Regions from separate parts of the Mus musculus genome. Here region 2 is linked to region 1. The links are chromatin contacts, called in public Hi-C maps. All regions are on one chromosome and are shown on one strand. The core of a region is the stretch at or near the end of the contact, and the rest is flanking DNA. Distances in the headings are between cores, read along the strand shown. Region 1 has its middle 11 kb from the start of Gm32622. Region 2 has its middle 160 kb from the start of Mir6352.

The links. Hi-C and Micro-C count contacts between places; a contact is called where the count stands out from the background.
Region 2: a contact with region 1 is called in a Hi-C map of uterus, with 3 times the contacts expected there. The contact joins two enhancer-like sites. A contact is called at or near these places in 2 of 484 Hi-C or Micro-C datasets (cranial neural crest and uterus) and 1 of 9 other capture datasets (embryonic stem cells).

What each region holds. Positions count from the first base shown.
Region 1 is chr1:75,923,924-75,927,549 of GRCm38.p6, reverse strand. No RefSeq gene overlaps it. Among named protein-coding and RNA genes, the nearest start is that of Gm32622, 11 kb to the left of the region's middle. Within about 2 kb of position 1,534, at least 50 of the 459 cell types and tissues checked have an H3K27ac peak or open chromatin away from gene starts, as enhancers often do.
Region 2 is chr1:77,335,296-77,338,610 of GRCm38.p6, reverse strand. No RefSeq gene overlaps it. Among named protein-coding and RNA genes, the nearest start is that of Mir6352, 160 kb to the left of the region's middle. Within about 2 kb of position 1,445, at least 8 of the 459 cell types and tissues checked have an H3K27ac peak or open chromatin away from gene starts, as enhancers often do.

The DNA.
Region 1 (3,626 bases), core at 285-2,784:
TTTCATTGTCCACCGCAAGAGCACATCCAGTTTGCACGCACGTTTGGATAGTTTGTTTATCCTCCTGGGTAGTTTCCAATATTTTTACTATTCTGAAGTAATAATCTGGAACATTTATCTTGCTGAACAAATGCACGGGCTTCCCTTGAAGAAAGACTTTGGAGTATAAAAACTTGAATACTGTGCAGGTGGGTGCATTTATCTCTAAATACTCCTGTGCAATGATCCTCTTTGGTGACCATGCCAACCTACACTCTTACCAACTCCATATGAGTTTACTTGACCCACATCTTTGCCCAATGTTAATATTGTTAGACTTTTATCATTTTAGCCAACCTACTTGCAGGTGAGTAGCAGTGTCTTATTATGGTTTTGATTAGTGTTTCTTATCTAGGACTGTTCCACTTCAAATACTGATGTGGGTGCCTGACAGGGGCCACAGGGTCTCTCCAGTCACATGGGTTGCGTCCCCTGGCACTAGTAAACAGCCTTGCAGACAGTCAATAGACTAGGACTAAAGTCAACACATTCTTACTATGGAGACCTAACAGGAATTGCAGTCTTGGGGGACTTCAGCACAACTCTGACCCTCTGAGGAGGGAATGAGCTAGAAGAGACTACGGAGCATGCACTGTGCCCATGTATGTAAATCACATGTAAAAGGCAGAAAGCAGACCCTCAAGCTATGATGCTCTGCAGCTGCCGTGCCTACCTGTCTCCACTCCAGAGAATGCCGGAACACCCAGGAGGCAGCAGGCAGGGTTCAACAAGGGTAAGGTTTTACTCTTGTCTTTAATCTGGTACCATGGGGACACTGGACCCTCACCCTTGGGATGTCCATAAAATATAAAAATCGGGGTTTCTTTGTTTGGCTCTTTCTTAATTGATTATCCATTTGTGTTCAAATAAATGAGGCTTCTTCTGGCTAGTGGTTAACTTAGAATCAGACAGTGGGAAGGCGTTACTGTCTATGGCACCTGTCACAGGCATAGGAAAGGCATCGTTGGTGTCCTGAAAATGTGCCTGATGAAAGCTAATATATGACCCAGAATCAGTAATCAGAAAGGAGGCTTTGAATCTCACTCATCTTAAGATTTGGGCCAAGTAACTTCTCTGTGAACTGATTTTTTTCCCATCTATATCAACTGGAGTTGAACCACTTTGAGGAAGGTCGGTGTCAAGGTCTAGTTCTCCCAATCTGTGACTTCCCTTCAACCTTAGTGCCTGGCTTTGCTAAGATACAAAAGCATCCACTCCCGGGTAGAGCAATGAGACCTGGGCCAGTTCCCGCCACACATCCAAGATGATAGAAAGCCCGACCCAGATTCTGCACTGGCTAATTGAGCATTAAGACACAACAAGGGCTCTATTGCGGCATAATAATGCATGCCTGGCTGATTTATTAAGCATCTAACTTAAAAGCGCATTGTTCTGCAAGGCCCCGTAGCTTAGGCAGCGCTCCATGGAAAACACTTGCGGTGAGGCTGCTGTAGTGTTCAGATCCTGTTACATCCCATAACTTCCAACTTCCCAGTCCCTAGGCTGCAGCCTTCAGCTCCCTTCCTGCCCTTTTCAGAAGCCTGACAGCCTGGGTCTGGCTCTCACCTCTTTGCAGAGCTGTGGCGCCCCCTGTCGGCACTGAGTTTTTCTTAGATTCTAACTATGCAGCAAAGGGAGGAGGGATTGACGGCTTTCTCTAACTCAGATGAAGCCAGGCAGAAGGCAAACGAAGAGAAAGAACCCCACAACCTGCCCCCTTGGCCAGCCTAATTTTACTCAGAGCACTTCTCTCTGGCTCCCATGTTTATGTTTATTTAAGCTCCACTCGTGTACAACGATAACAAAGCCTATGTTTTGTTCTCTATTGGAATTTCGGCTCCCTGCTTGGCATGAAGGAGGCACCTGGTAATATTTTCCCCGAAAGAATCATTTATTCATTCCATGAGTGGTGATGTCAGGTGGTAGCAACAGTCTCCAAGCAGAAGAAAGCAGGGTAAAGAGGATGGCGTGCCAAAAGTAAGTTTTGCTATTTCAGATGAAGTGATTAGGGAGTGGGGAGAGCTCTCGATAAAGATCCACAAACAGAAACAAAGAAAATAAGAAAATGTGTCACTCAAAGTTGTAGGGGAAGAATATTCTAGATTGAACCCAGCCAGTTTCAAGGCCCAAGTGAGAGCGTGACGAATTTGCAGGGGCCCATGGGCCTGAAGCATAGCACGAGAGCAGAAGGCAAGAGGGTTGAGAGGTATCTAAGGCCAAATCTCTAAAAGGGACAGGAGCTTGCCAGGCATGGACCAGATCCAACCCCGTGCCCTTTGTGGTAATGTGCCGGGTTATAGCCGTGCTGTGCCTTACCTTATCCTCCATGGCTTTGCTCATGCTACAGCAGATGAGCACACAGACACCAGGCCGGCAAAGGCCAAAATAGTCGCTGTCCAGCCCCTGCCCTCAGTCATCAGAGACCACTGTCAAGACTTCAGCTCTTCTCAGAAGAACAATGGGAAGCCACTAGAGGCCCAGACACTGAGCAGAAGGTTGACACACTCAGACTCACAACTTAAAAGGATCAGAGTTGCTTCTGAGGGAAATAAGAATTGTAGGGGTAGAAGCTGAAAAGTCAGTTAAGAGGTGAGAAATGGAAGTAGATTCGGCTAGAAATATTATCAGATTAGGAGATACACACCCCAGAAGCCCCTGTAACCTGCACTGCGTTTCTTTGCTTTTATGGATTCTAGCCTGGAGCTTCTGGGTTTATATGGGAGAGCTAAGAAGTCATCTGAAAAACTACAGTGTTGTTTCATTTCCATTTCTTTTCTACATCAGGAAGGAAGCCATGGCTATGATGCTAAATGTTGCAGAGAACAAGCAGCCATTTCTAATGATCTTTTGCTAATCATTCTAGGCTTGAGCTAGGGTCAAGACAAGACATTGGTTTATGTGCCAGTTCCTGGCAGCTTTCCTCATTGAAGCAGACAGACATTCAACTGGTTGGGGTTGGGGGGCACTTGGATTTAGGTCTGAGGGGGTTGAGTGCAGGTCAGGACATCAGCAAAGGCTTCAAGCTACAATTATGAATCAAACATTCCAGAGGAAGCTGAGGACCAGGGGACAATGTAATGACAATGGGAAATACCCAAAAGAAAGTATAAGGGTCGCACATCCTTACACATCCTTGCCCTCAGCCCAGCAATCAGCATGACTCAGGTAAAGCCTCACCTCCCATCATTCCTTGATGCAACACATACAGAGGCTGCCAGGTAGATGAGACATGTTTCCCTGTCATCTTGGTTCTCAATGGGTTTGATTTGGTTTGGTTTGGTTTGGGGGGTTGGTTTTTAGTTTGGGGTTTGCTTTGGGTATTGTTGTTTGGGTAGGGTTTATTTGTTGGTTTTGTTTTTGTTCTTGGTTGAGTTTGGGTTTTTTTTTTTCCTTTATTCGTTTTTGTTTTATTTTGTTTTGTTTTGGGCTTGGGGTTTTGTTTGTTTGGTTTTTTTTTTTTTTTTTTTTTTTTTTTTTTTTTTTTTTGGTTGGTTGATTGGTTGGTTGATTTCTCTGTGTAGTCCTAGCTATCCTAAAGCTTACTCTATTGAAGTGGAAATTTGTGGGTTCTTTGGAAGGTCAGTTAG
Region 2 (3,315 bases), core at 196-2,695, 1.4 Mb before region 1:
TTCAGCATGGCTAAGAGCAATCACCGGTGGATAAAAACCAGCCAGTCTTTTGAAGGCAGGCATCTGAGAGCACTTGGTAAAACCAGGCGGTCCTGGGCTCAGGTCAGAGTTTGCCTTTCCGGCAAGGAGGGCCTCTGCCTTCATTCAGTGACATTGTCCATGGACCAGGGGTCTGCAGTACACAAAACAGATATGTTTTCCTTATAGGTCTGGCTAGCAACTCTTGTCTTTCATTATAGAGACAAGTTTATTGATTCTGAGACAAGCCAAGTTCCCAGTTCCACTTGTGTTTGAATTCCTGGGCTGCAGCTGAGGCTGTCTGCAAGCATGAAGGGAACCACGACCAACTGGCTGTTGTTCAGATAGGTTGCAGGGAGCAAAAATCTCCTTTTAAATAACGTCGGCAGAACAAATAGAAAAGCCCCTCAGCTTTTGAACGAGTGCTTTTTCTAATCATGGGGGCCATGGGTAGGAAGGGTACTCAGTCATCAACTGGCCTTAATAAGAACTAAACAAGGAAACAACAATGTATTCCTACAGCTTAGAAATATATGTATGCTTTTATGTATGTAAAGTTCAGAATCTCTCTCTCTCTGAATCCTCAGGCCTCCCTCCCCCCATCTTAGAGCTAGGCTTATAGGTTTCTGCAGGATGCCCATCCAGGATCTTAACTCTGGTTGTCACAGTTGTACAATAAATACGTTTGACCATTGAGCCTTCTATCGCGTCATCTTTCCAAATATCTGTAGGAGAACATCTTCTTTATTAACTACTTATTGCAACACTGAACAAGATTCTATTTCTCCTGTATGCAAATTATTCCTTCTACTCAGCATCCTCCGGGCCTCCCAGGAGCCCCTTGCCTAGGGTGCTGTCTTCTCCCTTCTGAAAACTCTTTGAATAGATAGCTATAGTTTCCTCTCAGCTTTACAAAGGCTTGGGTGGAATGACAAGGTCAAGAGCTGGGCCCAATTTTAATACTCATTCATTGTACCCCATAGTAGAAGTACTCCCTGAATATTGTATTATCTTCCCGAGCTACGTTCCACAGTGCAGTGGTAGTGAACAGAAACCACTAAGATTCACACCAAGTTGAGTCAAAGCCATGGTCTGACTGTGCTTGAGCTTGTGGAATTCTTTACTTCTCACCCAAAGCAGCCGTTATTCGGCAAGAATGTGTTCAATGCAACAACATAAAGAAAAACAACCTTTACTTGCATTGAAACTTCTGTCACAGGGACTGGTAGAGAAATAAAGATGGCGTACACAAGACAGGCGTTAAAACCGACAAGAGCGAAGCTTACAAATAAACAGTGGCTAATATCCCCCAGCGCAGAGCCCTGCAGCCTGGGTGATTTAACACAGCCCTCCTGACTGTTCTGCATTGGAAGTGGAGGGGAAGGAAAGGGATGCATTCCATTCCACAGCCTCAGAGAGCTAAGCACGGGGTTTAGAAGTCATTTTATGGTTGAGAAACTATGCAGAGACCCCAAGATCCAGAGCACTGAGTGGGAGGATGGGGCCATGAAGCTGTCTTGGATTGTTGTTAAACATGTAAATGTTGACTGGTGACTTACAAGGTTCCTAGACTCTGGCTGCTGGGAGAGAAGCTGCAAGTGACCCCGGGGACGCATTAGCTCTTTACACAAACAAGAGGAGCAAGTGGACCCATAACTGGAGACACAAAGATTAGAACTATTTTCAAAAGCACAACTACCTTAGCTTCCGCCAGGGTTGGTTTCATAATCTCTTTGTCACAGAGTTATAGAAATATATGTAATTAAGTGAGACCAATGGGATAAAGGAAAGGGGACTTCTACATTCGGTGGCACTGTTCTGAACTCCGATTCCAACAGTGGAAGCACAATGAGGAACAATGTAATTTTCTTTGAAGAAGCATTTATTTGTTTTCTTCAATCTTGTAGGTACAACGGAGATGGTGCTAGAGCTTAAAACAGACAAACGGCCAATTAAAAACATACTCTCTATTAAGTAGGGAAAGTAAATAATTGTGACCAATGTGAATGGCTACAGTCAATGTCTGGTTCCGGTATGTTATATGTAAGCGCTGCCTGAAATCTCTACCTGAGATAGTGAGATCAGATGTGGATTCATGTGACATTTTCTCTATTATAGTATCTTATTTTATAAAGTCTTATCTGACACTGTTTTATTTTAAAATGGGGAAGAGAGTAAAGCCAGCAATTCTACCTCCAAAATGTTATTAGGGAAAAAAAACAGCTTGCCACATTTCTTACCATGTACTAATATAACAAGTTTGGTTTCTTGGATTTTGATCAATGGCACAGGGCAAATAGCTCAGAAAATGTAGAAGAGCTGACTTATTGATTGATGAGGTCATTGAATGGCTGAGGTGGGAGCTTTCTAGCCATACTGAAAAGGTAGCTTTGATACTGTCTGTTTTGTTTTGGTCAGGGGGAGGTTAAAAACATTTAGATGTAATTAAGCAAGGCTCAATTAAGAGAAGGTCACTCCAAGATGCATCCCCTACTGTTTCTCTCCTCTGTTTTATTTCTGGTTAATCAGTGGTAGGAAATAGAGGTAGATAGAAAATCAGCCATGACAACCATCCAGAAGGCTCTGTTGAAATATGTCCCTCTGAACTTTAACTAACTGTAGATTTGACTATGTATCAACAAACATACTTCCCATCAAGTTTATGAGTATGCGTGCTAAATAAGTGTGCCATCATATGCATCCCCCAAACCAAGACTTCTGTAGAGACTTACATTACTATGTCTAATTCTACTGTCCTATTCTTCTTTTGGACCCTAATTATTCAGTATAACTTGTTTGTACAGTAAGGAAGAAAGTGGTGCAGGAGAAAGAAAAGTTATAACAAATAAGATGCTAAGACTAAATTCAAATTAGACAGGACTATATAGATTGGAGGGAAAACTATGATGAAGACCGAGGGGCCGGATCTGTGGATAAAGTGCTTGGTGCATAAGTATGAAGACCTGAGTTTGGTCTCTAGAACCCAGAGACAGCAGCTGAATGTGATAGACAAGACAGGTGGATCCCTGGGGCTCTTGGGACAGTAAACCTGACTGGTGAGTTTCAGGCCCAAGGGGATAGATGGTTTTCACTTGGATGATATCCAAGCTGTTCTCTGGTCTGAAAACACACACACACACACACACACACACACACACACACACACACACACATTGATGCATGAGGACATACATACACATTTACAAACATATACACAGACTCACATTGATGCATGAGGTCATACATACACATTTACACACACACACTCACACATACACACATACATACACACACTCA